4 separate regions of the Mus musculus genome follow, and regions 1, 2 and 3 are each linked to region 4. The links are chromatin contacts, called in public HiChIP or PLAC-seq and promoter capture Hi-C maps. All regions are on one chromosome and are shown on one strand. Each heading gives the region's core, a stretch centred on a gene start, on an enhancer-like site or on the middle of the called end of the contact. The rest is flanking DNA. Distances are from core to core; before and after follow the strand shown.

Region 1 (3,453 bases), core at 649-3,148, 2.5 Mb before region 4:
AGGGGAGGGGGAGAGGGAGGGAGAGGGAGAGGGAAAGAGGGGGAGGGGGGAGAGGGAGAGGAGAGTGAGAGAGAGGGAGGGATTGTTAAGTGACACATGATCCTGTAAGTATGTAATCTTACACTCATTACATCACACACAAACAGGCACATGCTCAAGCATGCACACACACATTTCACATTGCTGCCTTGCAATCAGAAAGGGGACTAGCTGGGAAAAGAAAGGGAATGAGTGGGAGGGGGCAAGAGAAGGCAACGGGCGCTGTATATAACTAAAATACCTTATACACACACGTATGAGAATGCCATAATGAAACCTGTTATTACATATAATTAACAGACGCCAGTAAATGCTCATTTAAAAGAGTAAAGGCCAGTTAAAAGTGTGCAGTACATAAGGAAATGTCCTTTGAGGATTTCAGGGCTGTTCCTTCCCAGGGTCTGTGGAGAAGCTGGTTGTAGAGAGGAAGGAGCCAACATGATTCAGCTAGCTGTTCCAGGACACGAGGACAGGCATTCTTTCCAATGGACAAGTCTAGTCACTGTCCTTGGGGCCCAGTCTGCTCGGCGTTGATGACATCTTTGCCTTCCAATTCCTCTTCAACCACAGACCTTGAGGACTCTTCCTCAAATCTCTCTTCATTCTTCATGAGATATCTCGTGTAACCCAGGCTTGCCTCTAACGCACTATAAAGCAAAGCCTGGCTTTGATATCACGATTCTCTTGTCTCCTCTAAGACCTGGGACTACAGGTGTGTGCCACCACACCCACTTCCCCAGTTGGATTCTGTGTGTGTGTGTGTGTGTGTGTGTGTGTGTGTGTGTGTGTGTTTAAAACTTGGCCTGCAGAGATGGCTCAGTGCTTAAATGCACTAACCACTCTTCCAAAAAAAACCTGGGTTTGATTCCCAGAACCACTGTCTAACTCCAGTGTCTCATCTGGCCTCCCTGGGCAATAGGCACACACACAGTGCATAGCCACACATGCAAATAAAACACTGAAATGCATAAAATAAAAGCATTTTAAAAATACTTTGTATATAAAACAAAACAACTCATCCGTTGCGATGATGCACACTAGCGATGCCAGATTTCACTGTGTGAAGGCAAGTGGATCAGGAACTGAAGGCCCGTTTCAGTGCACATCAATTTCTAGGTCAGTGTGAGCTACTTGAGACTTTGTTTTAATTTTTACAAAAATGAGGACTGGGCAATGAATGGCTTTTGCTGTCAAGTCCAGGATTCACATAGTGGAAGAACTGACTTAATCTTGGGTCAAGTGTGGCGGCTCATCCGAGCATTCCACTAGGCAACAAAGACAGGCGAATCTCCGAGGGTTCAGTCTGGTCTACATAGTGAGTTCCGGAACACGTAGCGCTATGTAGAGAAACCCTGTCTCATAAAAACAAAACTGAAACCAAAAATAATCAAAGGACAGAAAAAGAAGAGATGGGGAAGGGGAAAACAGAAACAGAATACCTTAAAAAAAAAAAAAAACTACAGAAATTTCCTGTGGAGACATCTGTAAATCGTGTTATAGAAATTGGAATCTATTCTAATTAAGTCCCTCTACAGGTGGAATTGCGATTTTTACTGCGTCTTTTTCCAAACAGAGCTATCTATATTGTTGCAAACAAAAATTGCGCCAACAGAAATAAGTTAATATTCTAAAGAGAAGTAGTTTACTTGGTTTAAATGGTTGCTCGAGAAATTCATCCTTTAATTTCCAAATCTCTGATAAATGGATGAAGCAACAGTTTAGGGGAAACCCCAAAACAACCGCCTGGGCTACACTGCAGCTCAAAGCTGGAGTCTGCAGGGGGGGCCACGCCCCTGGCTGCTGATCGGCTGATCTAGGTGGAGGGGCGTGGCCTTCGGCGGCCGGGGCGGGGCGAGCGCAGAGTGGGTGTGTCCGAGGCGGGGCGCGCAGGTCCTAGTAGGTGCGACTGTCCCGGGCCGTCGGCGCCCGGGCGCTGGTGGAGAGGTCAGGCTGGCGGGGCATCGGCCCGCGACGGCGGGTCATGGCGGCGGCCGGCCGGCTGGAGGACGTGAGTGAGGCGCCGAGCCCTGTCCCCGCCATTCGGCTTCCTGTGCTGGGCTCAGGGGGCGGAGACTGCGGGCTAGGAGCTAACCAGAGCCGCAGCGGCTCGACCATCGGGGACGCAGGGTGCGGGGTGACGCGACGGGCGGGGACCGCGGACCCCGGGAACGTCTTCCTGAACGATCGGAGGGACACGGCAGGGTGGGCGTGCGGGACCCTTCACTCGGCGGCTCACGTGCAGTGCGCGTCTTTGGTTCCGGAAATGGGAGCTTCACGTGATGCGAGCTGGCTTGATCTGTCCTTCCTGGGAGAGACTGACAGGCGGGCTTGCAAGCCCGGGTGACCCGGCTTCTGTGGGCCCTCCTGCGTTGGTCGGAGAGCACCCGGAACTTGGAGTGACTCTAACCTCCAGCATCCCTCGGGCGGACTTGTAGCTCTCATCTCCCGGAAACGCAGATTGGCGCATAACAGTTATCATGTGCTGTTTTGAATGTAGGCATGATAGGAACAGTGCTTGGTTGCTTTAAAAAAAAAAAGTATTCGGTTGCCCAGTTCATGATGTAGCCATTATAGAATAATACAGTTGCAAAAATCTTGAGTTTGCAAGCTCATTAAGACACTGATTTATTTGAAATTGGGTGTGGGGCGGGGGAAACACTTTGGGAGGAAACATGCGTTTGTTTCCAGAACAAACTGTTTTGTCCAGTGGCATAATACAATTCCTGCCCTTGAGAAATGCAAGGCTGACATTATCTTAGCACAGTGACCTGAGCTAATAACTAATAAAAACATTATCATGGTCTTAGTATAAAAGTACATCAAAATAATAATAATAATAATGATAATAATAATAATAATTAATAATAGCAAGGTTCCAGAACTGTAAGGGCTTAGATTCTTGTGTGTTTGGGTCCTGCAGTCATTTATTTATTTATTTGTTTATTTAAGACTTGCTATGTAGCCCTAGCTGGCCTGGTACTCATTATATAGCCTAACCTGGCCTCAGATTTGCCTATCTTCCCTGACTCAACCCATTTTAATGCTAGGATGATGTAGCTAGTTACATTTTCTTGATGAAATATGTTTCTAACAGCAGGACTAATCTAGTTATTTTTCAACTGAGAAAATGGGAAAGCAACTACTACTTGGAAACTTAATACTTAGGCCTCTCATGGAGGGCAGTCTTGTAGCTGCCCTAACCAGACTAATCCTGGCACTATGTCATGCCATATGGCCACCTCTACCTCTCTGCTCAGCTCTGGTCCTGTTTACCCCCTTGTCTGCTGGCTGAATCCCTCACCTCTGATTTCTTCTCCCAGAATCCCTTTCTCTCCTGGAAAAGCCACCCTCCACTTCCTGCCTAGCTCTTGTCTCTCCTCTCCTTATTACAGCCAATCAGATACGATTCTAGAT
Region 2 (3,380 bases), core at 670-3,169, 2.8 Mb before region 4:
TGATGCCCTTTTCTGATGTATCTGAAGACAGCTACAATGTAATCATATAACTTATAAATAAAACTAAAAAAAAAAAAATTGCCACCAGGCAGTGGTGCTGCAATGCCTTTAAACCTAGCACTTGGGAGTCAGGGGCAGAGTGAGTTCCAGGACAGCCAAGGCTATACAGAGAAACCCTGTCTCAAAAAAAAAAAAGACAATAATATTAATAATAATACTATAATAATAATTTGTCAGGAAACCTCAATAAATATCATGTTAAGCACTGAACATAAGACCTGGCACACAGCATCTAAAATAAGCTAACAATTATTGAGCACCTTCTGCATACCCAGTATATGCTGTCATTTTAAGCTAAACCCTTGCCTCGCTGTGAAATAGAGGAACTTCTATGATCCTTGGTTTTCAAATGATGAGCTGAGGCTTAGGATAAATGAATAACAGTACAAAGTTGCACGGATGGGGAGTGGAGGAGTACAGCTTACCCAGGCCCCCTGAAAAGGCTGCTCACACTGGCGGTATGTTCTCACTCCCCATCGTTTTCTATTTCTATCCGTATGCTCAACTTACTCTTAAAAAAAATTTCACAAAGTGCCCCAGGTCTGTCTGTCTCTCTCTCTCTCTCCTCTCTCTCCTCTCTCTCTCTCTCTCTCTCTCTCTCTCTCTCTCTCTCTCTCTCTCTCTCTCTCTCTCTCTCTGCCTGTCTCTCTGTGTCTCAAGATCTGTGTCTTAAGTTGGGCTTAAAACTATGAAACTAAGGACGACCTTGAACTCCTGATACCCTGCTGAGATTACCAGTGTTCGCCCACACACTCAGCAACCATCAAGATTTGACATTTCTCCATTTGACATTTTTCCTAGTCTCATGGAATGCTGGTTGATACCCATCATCTGTAACTCTTATCCTGATTTAGATTCTGATTACCCAAAAGGCTGCTGGCCTGGATCAAACTTGAATGCATCCTACAGTGCCTCAGGTGCCCATCGCAAACACGCTTTAATGCCTAACTTGAGAAACTTCATCACCTCCAAAAGAGCTGTTCTAGTCTCTAACTCGGCATCCTCGACTAAGTCTCCCAACTTCCACACAATGCTGAGACAGCGTTCAGTTACCTCAAGTTCACGCTCCGTAATGAGGAGAGGAAAACAGGGCATGTAGTTTTAAACAAAGTGTCAGATAAAGTGATCAGACAGGAGAGGGGAAAGCAGGCTTTGCTGAAATGAATATCCTGCCTTTTCAGTTTTGAGCAGCCTGCTTGCCTGGAAATTCGATCTGAATCAGGTAGACTAGATCCTCGGATTTCAAAAAATAAAAAGGATGAAAAAAAAAATGTATTCGTAGGATAACTTAACTCCTGGCTGACGATCCCAGCCCCTCTTTCGGCACTGCAGCTTAGAGAAGCCTTAGGCACAGGGTCAGGATCCATTTAAACATAAGTTTAAACCTTCATGGTTCAAGCGCGGGTAATTCTCCTAATGTGAAGCCCAGACCTCTCGTCCATGCACCCCTCTCTCACATGGAGCCACATCCTACAATACCTCTGGGACAGCTTCCTAGATCCACAAACACAGAACACACCCTACTCCCCCACTTGGTGATGGTGTTTTTGTAAAAAGTTTTTAAGACTCAAGTCAATGAACCAGACTCCAGGTGATTGCAAACTCTTTAAAGGGCAGGAAGTGTTGTCATTCCAGTTGCATCACTTGAGAACCTAGGCTCCTTGCCTGGAGTCTCGCACAGCCCACCCAGGTTCTTCCCACCGCATCCTTACCGGCCTCAGCCGGACACCACCCTGCTGGTCCCCGTCTCAGTCGCCCTCCACCCGGATCAGGCTAGAGAGCGCCTTACCTGGCGTCCCCGCGACAGACAGCGGTCTAAGCGCAAGTCCTGGCAGGTGCAGCGGCCTCCTCACTACCTCTGCCGGCTCAGGGGCAGGGCCCGGAGGCCGGGCCCCGGCTCGCCTGTCGTAATTGGTCCGCCCCACTCCCGCCCTGCCTTCGCCGTGCAGTGATTGGTCCGTGCTAAGGCCCGGCAGCGTGTGACTCAAGTCAACGAAGCCCTAGCGGCGCCAGTCATTGGCTGCGCGGATGGAGTGAGAATAGTGAGACCCGCGCGGCCAGCCAGTCGTCCGCGCGGCAGCGCAGCTGGAGGCGGGGCGCCGCGCGAGCGCGTGACGGCGTGACGGGGCGGGGCAGCCGCGCGGACCCGGCGTCGCCTTGGCAACCAAGCGGTGGGTTCCTAGGCGCCCAGTGCTGTGGGTGCGCTGGGTTGTAGCATCTTGCTACTCACATTGGCTTGGCTTCATCCAGAACCCGGGGAAAAAAGTGGTATATATGTTTTAAAGACTGATTTGAGTTTTTGGTCTTGCTTTCCTGTAGTTTATTCTGGATTTCGATCTTTCTTTTTTTTTTGAAAATGACACTTATTTCTTATTATTTATACTAGTATGAATACTACATTTATTTTCACTTTAAACTGGTCCACATATCATATAGTTTAGTTATAATAGTTTGAATTCCATTATAAATAATTAATTTTTACATACTAAATTTATTCTTCAAATTTATTAATGTATCCTTTTTCTTACACTCACAGAGCCAGAGACACAGAAAGCTAGAGAGACAGAGAGATAGACAGATAGGTATGATGGGGCTTGAGGGAGTTATAGTTGGGGAATGAGGGGAAAATATGGTCAAGATAAACTGTATAGATGGATGACATTTTCAAATAATATAAAATAATAAAAACAAAATCAGTGATGTAAGTTGGATTTTTTTTAGGCTACCCTGGAGTTTTTAAAAAAATCACTTTCTAATATTTATTGTAATCAGATTAATAAAACTAGGAATTAAATTTTCATGTTAATAATATTTTTGAGACATAAATATGAAAATGATATTAAGGTAACCTGACAATTTATATGTAATGGACAATTTTGTGTATTAGATTTCGATCTTCCTTAAGACAGGTCTCGAGTTATAGTCTGGCCTTTGAGCTGGATACGTAACCTAAGGACGGCCTTGACCTCTAGTCCTCAGGCCTTGGATCATCCATCTTGCCCCCCACGTACTTTAATAAGTGAAGCTTTTTTCAAAGTTCTATTCTTTTTATCTCATTTAGTGTCTGTCTGTGAGTGTGTGTTCACAAGGGGAGTTTGTGCTTCCTTCTGCTTTGTGCTGCTGAGGGTTAACCTCATACGCTCAGGCTTGTGCTGACTGAGCCTGGCAACTATCTTTTAATAAATCTCTGCACATGGACCATAGGGTACTAGTGCAATATAGATCCTGCAATAGCTGAGGGATGCCAGCATTTCCCGTGTTGCAGATTGAGAACAAAGCTCAGAGAGGCTAGGGGGAGGGGCACATGTATGCTGAGGCCC
Region 3 (3,217 bases), core at 31-2,530, 2.6 Mb before region 4:
GGCTAGCCGAATCTCATTGAAAACCGATAAGGTTCCATGAATCAGATCGAATGAAAAGGTTCACCCTTTTTGGAGAGAGGTTTGTCTGCGGTTTGAAAGTCAGATCCAAAGGACTCTGTACTCCTTCATAAAGGTTAAACTGATGAAGGTGGCGTGGGGTGGGAGTGGGGGTGGGGAGGACGAAACGTTCAAACTCCCGAAGATTTACAGGCCACTTTTTCAAAAAACAAAAATCCTTGTACAGAATAACATCTTCCACATGATTTTTTTCTTTAAAGCTCTTATTTCTAGAAAGTAATTTTGTTGCAGGTGATCTTGAATGCACTTGGGCACCAAGGAAAAAAGACACCTGTGCCTAACAGGTCGGTAACACTACCAACGTGCCCCGGGTACCAAGGGAACGAGAGATGCTCTGATTTCTGGATAAAAGATTTTCTGCAGTGCCAGGTAGGAGATCACATGCCCTAAAACGGCCGCAGCTCATTTGGAGTGATGTAAAAGCTCCTTGGATATTAATTTTATTAGAAATTCCAAGAAGCAAGCAACCTCAGATTGCATTCATTTTAGACTCCAGGCGTCTGGTACTTTCCAGTTTCCTCTCGCTCCCTACTAGCAAGGGGTAGGCGAGATGGGCAGCAGCAGCCCATGCATTCCGGGGAGGGGGGAGGTGGGGTACCGACAGGGCGATCGTAGCCCACCACCACCACCACCACCACTCCCCGCGCGCGCACACCCCGCCAAGCCCCACGCACAGCTCCATCCCGAACGTTCAATTCGCCCCGGGACTAAGAAGCCCCTACCCACGGCCGGCCGGCCTGGCAGAGTCCGGTCCCGCGGTCGCCCCCCGGACTGCGGGCGCCGCGCCCCGTCACGCCCCGCGCCTCCCCTCGCCCGCCACCCCCCGCGATCGCGGCGTGTCCTCCGCAGCGCCGCGCGCCCTCCGCAACCGTACAGCCCTCCGCCGCGCGCCCGGGCGCCCGCTCACTCACGCGGGAGGCAGTGGCGGCGTCTCCATTGTGGCTCCTCGCGGGCTTCAGAACGCAGGCAGCGACCGCCGCCGCCAGCACCATACCAGCCGCGGACGCCGGCACTGTCCGCCCGCCCAGCCCCGTTCCATCCGCCCCGAGGGGGCGCAGCGCTCCTCACCGCGCGCCACCACCTGCGGCGGCGGCCCCCGCGGCCATGGCCCGTCGGCCCCGCGCGCTCGTGTGCCTGGCGCGGCTCCCGCGCTCCCCCGAGTGCCGGGCGGCGACGGCGGCGGCGGCGGCGGCGGGACAGGCGAGCGGGCGAGCGTGCTGCTCGGCCACTTCCGGGTTCTCCCGGCCGGCGCCGGCGCCGTGACGGGCGGGCGCTGCGGCCTCCCGCGGCGGAGGGACCCCTCCCTCGGCGCCGCCCCTTCCTCCGCGGCGTCTGGAGGAGGAGGCGGCGGGCGGACGGGCGAGCGCGCGCCCGCGGGGGAGGGAGTAGACCCGGGGCCGAGGCTGGGAGCTCGGAGGCGGGGAGGGCTCGCGCGGAAGGGGTGCTCTCCGGTGCACCGCTTGCTCTGATTCACCGGTGTGTTCACATCCTTGTCTTGGCGTCCGAGTGCCTCCCCCACCCCCGTGGGGATGCGGGGGAGGGCAGACCATTCACTGCCTTTCCGAAGGGGGAAACCGAGGCAAGACGAGATAGATCGGCCTGACCAGTGTCCCAAGCCCGAAGCTAGCGGGCGTCTTTCCTGGGTGTTCCTAATCTGGTCCTTGGACAACTGAGTTGAGCACCTGCTAGGCTGAGCTTGGGGACGTGACTGAGCAAACGTGGGTCGTTTAGCTTAGCTAGCTGCCCATCTGGACGTGATAAGAGAAACAATGAGCCCAGGATGTCCACTGGGAAGAAGAAGAAACGGCGGTGAGATAGGGCGTGCTGTTTGATGAGGAACGGTCCGGAAGGCCTCTTGGGGTATCAGTTAAACAAAGATGAATTAACATGAACCTTGAACCACTCAAGGGGTGGGTGAATGTCCAGGGCTAAGGCAAAATCAGTGAAGATCCCTGTCAGCAAGATGCCTGTCACATTGAGAAAAGGCAGGAGGGTTCCGAATTCTCCACCAATGCCTGCTAGCGGAAGAAACACCTGGGAACTTAGAGATGGGAATTCTTCAGTTCCACTCCAAACTTACTGTCTAGGCACCCTCGGGGTAGAGCCAGGATTCCAGGCTTGAAGGAAGGCAAGGTCTGAGACTCTCTACTTACTGTAACTGAGGCAGTACTAGACCATTACTGGCCAAATGGTTACCGTTAGTTGTATAAGTGATACACTCGCGGAGGGAAGGGAGCAGGCAAGTTTAGTCTAGCCAAAATACAAAAGAAAGATGGCTGAACTGGAGTCAGAGGGATTGAAAGAAGTGGTCAGATTCTAGATGATAAAGTGCTCAGTAAGAATTCCGATGGATTAGGCTTCAGGAGAAGTAGCGTCCGGAGTGAACTTAAATTTGGAAGTTGACCCATGTAGATCGTATGTACAGTCACAAGACTAGTTGAAATAAGCTCTGTAATGTAGCTACAGAAAAGACCAAGACATGATCCCTGGGCCACTCCAGCATCACACGAACGGAGTGCTTGCCTGAGGGAGCACAAGGCTCCATCCCTAGCACTGCCAATAAGTACTTAAATAAAATAATTGCAAAAGTGTTGGTGTGTGCTTATAATCCCCGCACTCAGGAGGCCAAGAAAGGGTGCTCAGTGGTGACTTGTTTTAATAAAGAAAATATGCCTTGCCGTGATTAATATCTCTGCATCGTTAGGCCATTACTGATTTGCCATGCGGAGGGCCTGCATGATGACTTCCTTATGGCTCAGACAGATCCATCACTAATAATACTTCCTTAGGATTCGTGATGGATCTGTCTGAGCCATAAGAAAAGTTCCTGCTTTATAAAGCAAAAGTCGGATGAGAAAGTGGATGTGAAGCACATACAAGCTCACTAGCAAAAGGTAAGCCTGGTACAGAATGAGTTCGAAAACTATGCCTTAGCAACCTAGTTGGACTCTGTCTCATAACAAGTTGAAATAAATTAAAGAGGGGGCTATGGCTCAGTGATAGTGCCTGGCAAATACATAGCTCTGGATTCAATCGCAGCATTGAAAAGCAATAATAATAATAATAATAATAATAATAATAATTTCTAAAGGGTGTGTCAGTGTGCGAGGCACATACTTTGAGTCATAGCCCCCATTAG
Region 4 (3,179 bases), core at 459-2,958:
TATTTAACCTCTCTGTACTTCCTGCTTTCTAACTGGATTCCATAAGAGGGTCAGGCCACAATACTTGAAGCAGCCTTCTCTCCATAGCTACGGGTACTGCTGGACAGGTTCCTTATCATCGGAGAGTCCGGAGCTATCAGGATTCCCAGGGCCAGTTACCATCAAGGGAAGTGTTGGCTTTTGCACAGTTGCTGTCACACAACCCGATCCCCAGCCCCTACCTACATTCCTGCTTGGGAGTCAGAGATCCTGGCTGCAGGCTCTTGCTATGAACTTCCCCCATCCTCACAAGGGATAAAAGGAGGCTCCCTCTTCTGGCCCATCCTCTTAGTCTCTTCAGAGACTCCACCAAACTGTCTGTCCATTGAGCTGAGCCCGAACAATTCTTGGAGCCCTGTCTTACTGTTGTCTCTGTGTCTATATGCCAATGCTGTTAATAACTTTTTCAATAAACCCATTATTGCCCAGTAATCCAGCCCAGAGACCTCTTGAATACCCTTCTCCATGCAGATTCCAATGCCAGGCCTCTAGTTTGCACTGCATAGCCAGTATTCCTCTCAGTCCTCGTCTGGTAGTGATCATATTAAGGTAAACGGAAAAGCAAGAGCTGAGATATTACCAAAGCTATAGGTTACATTGCCACAGTGATGCTTGCTTTATCTTGTGTTTGTGGAAATGGGCTCGTGTAGCCCAAGCTGGCGTTGAACTTGCTGTGTAGCCCAAGATGACCTTGAGTTCTTGATGGTCTCCCTTCACTTCTCAAGTGCTAGGATTGTGGGTATCAGCCACAGGGTAGCTGTTTTGTTGTTGTTGTTGTTGTTGATTGGGCTTTGGTTGTAGGAATGTAAGAGTTTGGAAGTTCTAGTTTAGGTATAAAACTATACAAGCAGATTGCCAACCAGTGGTTGTTGTTAACAAAGGAAGCAAAATCCCTCAGAACCATGCAGAGAGGTATTGCTGTGCATGCGTCACAGTGACCCAACTGAGCAGATAGAAACTGGGGATATAGTTCTATAACTCACTTCTCCTCACCTGAGCCACACCCGACTACATGCCACCAAGCATAAATTTAGGAATCTATTTTGACAACCCAGAATATAAGAACAGTGTGTGCCAAGGAGTCTTTAAATTATAGTGTACAGGGAAATAGCTAAGAAACAGCAAGCATTATCTACAAGAATCATTAGTATAAATCGAAAACAGAAATACATAGGACAGTTGTCGTTTTTTTGCAACCCATATCCGGACACACGTCATACACATTCCACAGTGTCTTTGGATAGAGCAGTAAAAGGACCTGAAGATGAGAAATGAAAAAGAAATAAGGGGGAAAACAAAACTTAGTGGAAGGAAAGGCATACATTAGGAATGTGGGTGACATGTGGTAACCGCTTCCTCCTCTACGTCCTTGATCTGCTTTGCAAGAGCCTATTTCAAGCTCTGACCTCTCACAGGCTCCCAGAGATCATAAACTCTGTGAAATGCAAACCTATCACGAGAAATGCAAAAATATCATGATATCTCACGCAAAGAACGGACTAGAGAAAGAGTTCACCAGGGTTAAGTGAAGCCCTACAACTACATTTCCCAGAGATCCTTGAGATGGTTTAAAAAAAAACTAAGCATAAGGGGCGGAGCAACTTGAACAGCCAATAAGAGCTCTTCCTTTGCAGACCAGGGAACTGAAACTCACTCAGCTTACTTCCTGGTCCGCCCGGTTGCAGTCCTGGTAGCGGGTAAGTGGGGGCTCCCTAATAGATTTGGAAATCAGGATTTCTTCCTCTTCCAGAAGGAAGACCGGGAGAGAACAGCACAACACAGTCCTGACTTTCCAGGCCCAAGTTCTTTTAGAAAGTTTGGGTGGCACATACTTCGAAGCCAAGCTAGGAATACTTTGCAGTACACAGGTGATTCTGACAAATGTTTTGTTTAAGTAGGTGACAGGCAGCCACATTCTATTAGATTTGAAGAGCCATTTAGTTCCTTTTATGCTGTTTCCTTATCAGTCACAAATGAACTAGTAATGGTGTTTACTTAAAGGGTTTCTGAGCGTTCAGGAGGTGCGTTAACAGCATAGGAAACCAATCCCTCCAATTTGTTCCCTCTGGGACTCTTTAACAATGTCATTCACTGCATTTCCAGAGGAACTCTTGGAAGTACTTTTGTCATGCTTGAAGAAGGGTAAGTGTGTAGGGTCTTAAGGAACACCAGAAAATCGACTACTTCCTGTGACTTAAGACTGAGACGTTACCTTGGAACACAGTCGACAGGTTTACTCAACAGTGTGGTGCCAGCTCATGCCAAAAGTCCTCGGAGCTAACGCCCCGTGACCCATGGACCCTGATATCATGAACTCTATTCTGTACTTTGGGCATAATGTCAACTACATTGCTTGGCTCTTTTCTGTTAACAGTTCTGCTCTTTCTCCAGCTCCGGTTTGACTGCCTCAGACTCAAAGCAACTGACTCCACCCCGACTTTAAAAAACAAAAAACAAAAACAGACAAATGCCAACTCTGATTTTATTATATTTTATTTTTTTAAGCTTCCTGCTAAAGACTAACTGTATGGTTTTACCATTTTTATCCATGGCGCGTATTTCTCTTGCCCTTTGCTAACCCTATTAGATTGTTTGCCTAGTAGCATCCCCTGCCTCTGCCTGGCTGTTGGAGGCCTTTACTCGCAGCCTTGGATGCCATGTAGGTTTTCTGTAACCGAAGTGCAGCTTGTTAGTGCTCTTTGCATATGGCCAAGCCAACAAGTCTAGTGTCTTCCACCCAGTTAATCAAAAAGATGGCTTAGGGTTGTCAACAGAGTTGGATTCTGTGGGCTTCAGGAAGAGAAATGAAAGAGAAAAGAAAAGGAATTAAGGGAGAAAATAGTACACATACAAAATTACAAGCAGTCCATTAGCTCTCATTACAACTTCACTGAATATCAGCAGTAATCCATGCAATAAATATATCGGCCCCTAATGGTGAATCCTCCTTCTAGTCTGACTACTGTCAGAAACCTATCATAGCTTTCTCCATCCGGATTGATCTTCTCTATTTTTTTTTCCTATGTTGGCTTCTTGTTCACAATTCCATTTGGCAAAGAATAAGGAGTTCTCTTACTAAAACAACCAGAAATCAGTGTTTTACATGAATGATGCAGAGGTTCTAAAGACACAGAGTTAAA

The links. Promoter capture Hi-C pulls out the DNA fragments that hold promoters and counts their contacts. HiChIP or PLAC-seq counts read pairs in DNA pulled down with a chosen protein or histone mark.
Region 1: a contact with region 4 is called in an H3K27ac HiChIP or PLAC-seq map of regulatory T cells, with 79 times the contacts expected there. The contact joins the promoter of Tmem192 here to the promoter of Nat2 in region 4. A contact is called at or near these places in 1 of 39 promoter capture datasets (pre-B cells), 3 of 115 datasets of contacts at active chromatin or transcription factors (astrocytes, memory CD8 T cells and regulatory T cells) and 1 of 9 other capture datasets (liver).
Region 2: an H3K27ac HiChIP or PLAC-seq map of bone marrow-derived dendritic cells shows a contact between it and region 4, with 7 times the contacts expected there. The contact joins the promoter of Msmo1 here to the promoter of Nat2 in region 4. A contact is called at or near these places in 1 of 39 promoter capture datasets (pre-B cells), 1 of 484 Hi-C or Micro-C datasets (CD4 T cells) and 1 of 115 datasets of contacts at active chromatin or transcription factors (bone marrow-derived dendritic cells).
Region 3: a contact with region 4 is called in a promoter capture Hi-C map of pre-B cells, with 4 times the contacts expected there. The contact joins the promoter of Klhl2 here to the promoter of Nat2 in region 4. A contact is called at or near these places in 3 of 39 promoter capture datasets (cranial neural crest, liver and pre-B cells).

What each region holds. Positions count from the first base shown.
Region 1 is chr8:64,945,287-64,948,739 of GRCm38.p6, forward strand. It overlaps Tmem192 (transmembrane protein 192), which reads left to right and starts at 1,899. Exons shown (of 6, transcript NM_028427.3): 1 at 1,899-2,047. The coding sequence starts at 2,021.
Region 2 is chr8:64,731,659-64,735,038 of GRCm38.p6, forward strand. It overlaps Msmo1 (methylsterol monoxygenase 1), which reads right to left and starts at 1,920. Exons shown (of 6, transcript NM_025436.3): 1 at 1,850-1,920.
Region 3 is chr8:64,848,644-64,851,860 of GRCm38.p6, forward strand. It overlaps Klhl2 (kelch-like 2, Mayven), which reads right to left and starts at 1,281. Exons shown (of 15, transcript NM_178633.3): 1 at 990-1,281. The coding sequence starts at 1,015.
Region 4 is chr8:67,493,167-67,496,345 of GRCm38.p6, forward strand. It overlaps Nat2 (N-acetyltransferase 2 (arylamine N-acetyltransferase)), which reads left to right and starts at 1,709. Exons shown (of 2, transcript NM_001168577.1): 1 at 1,709-1,736.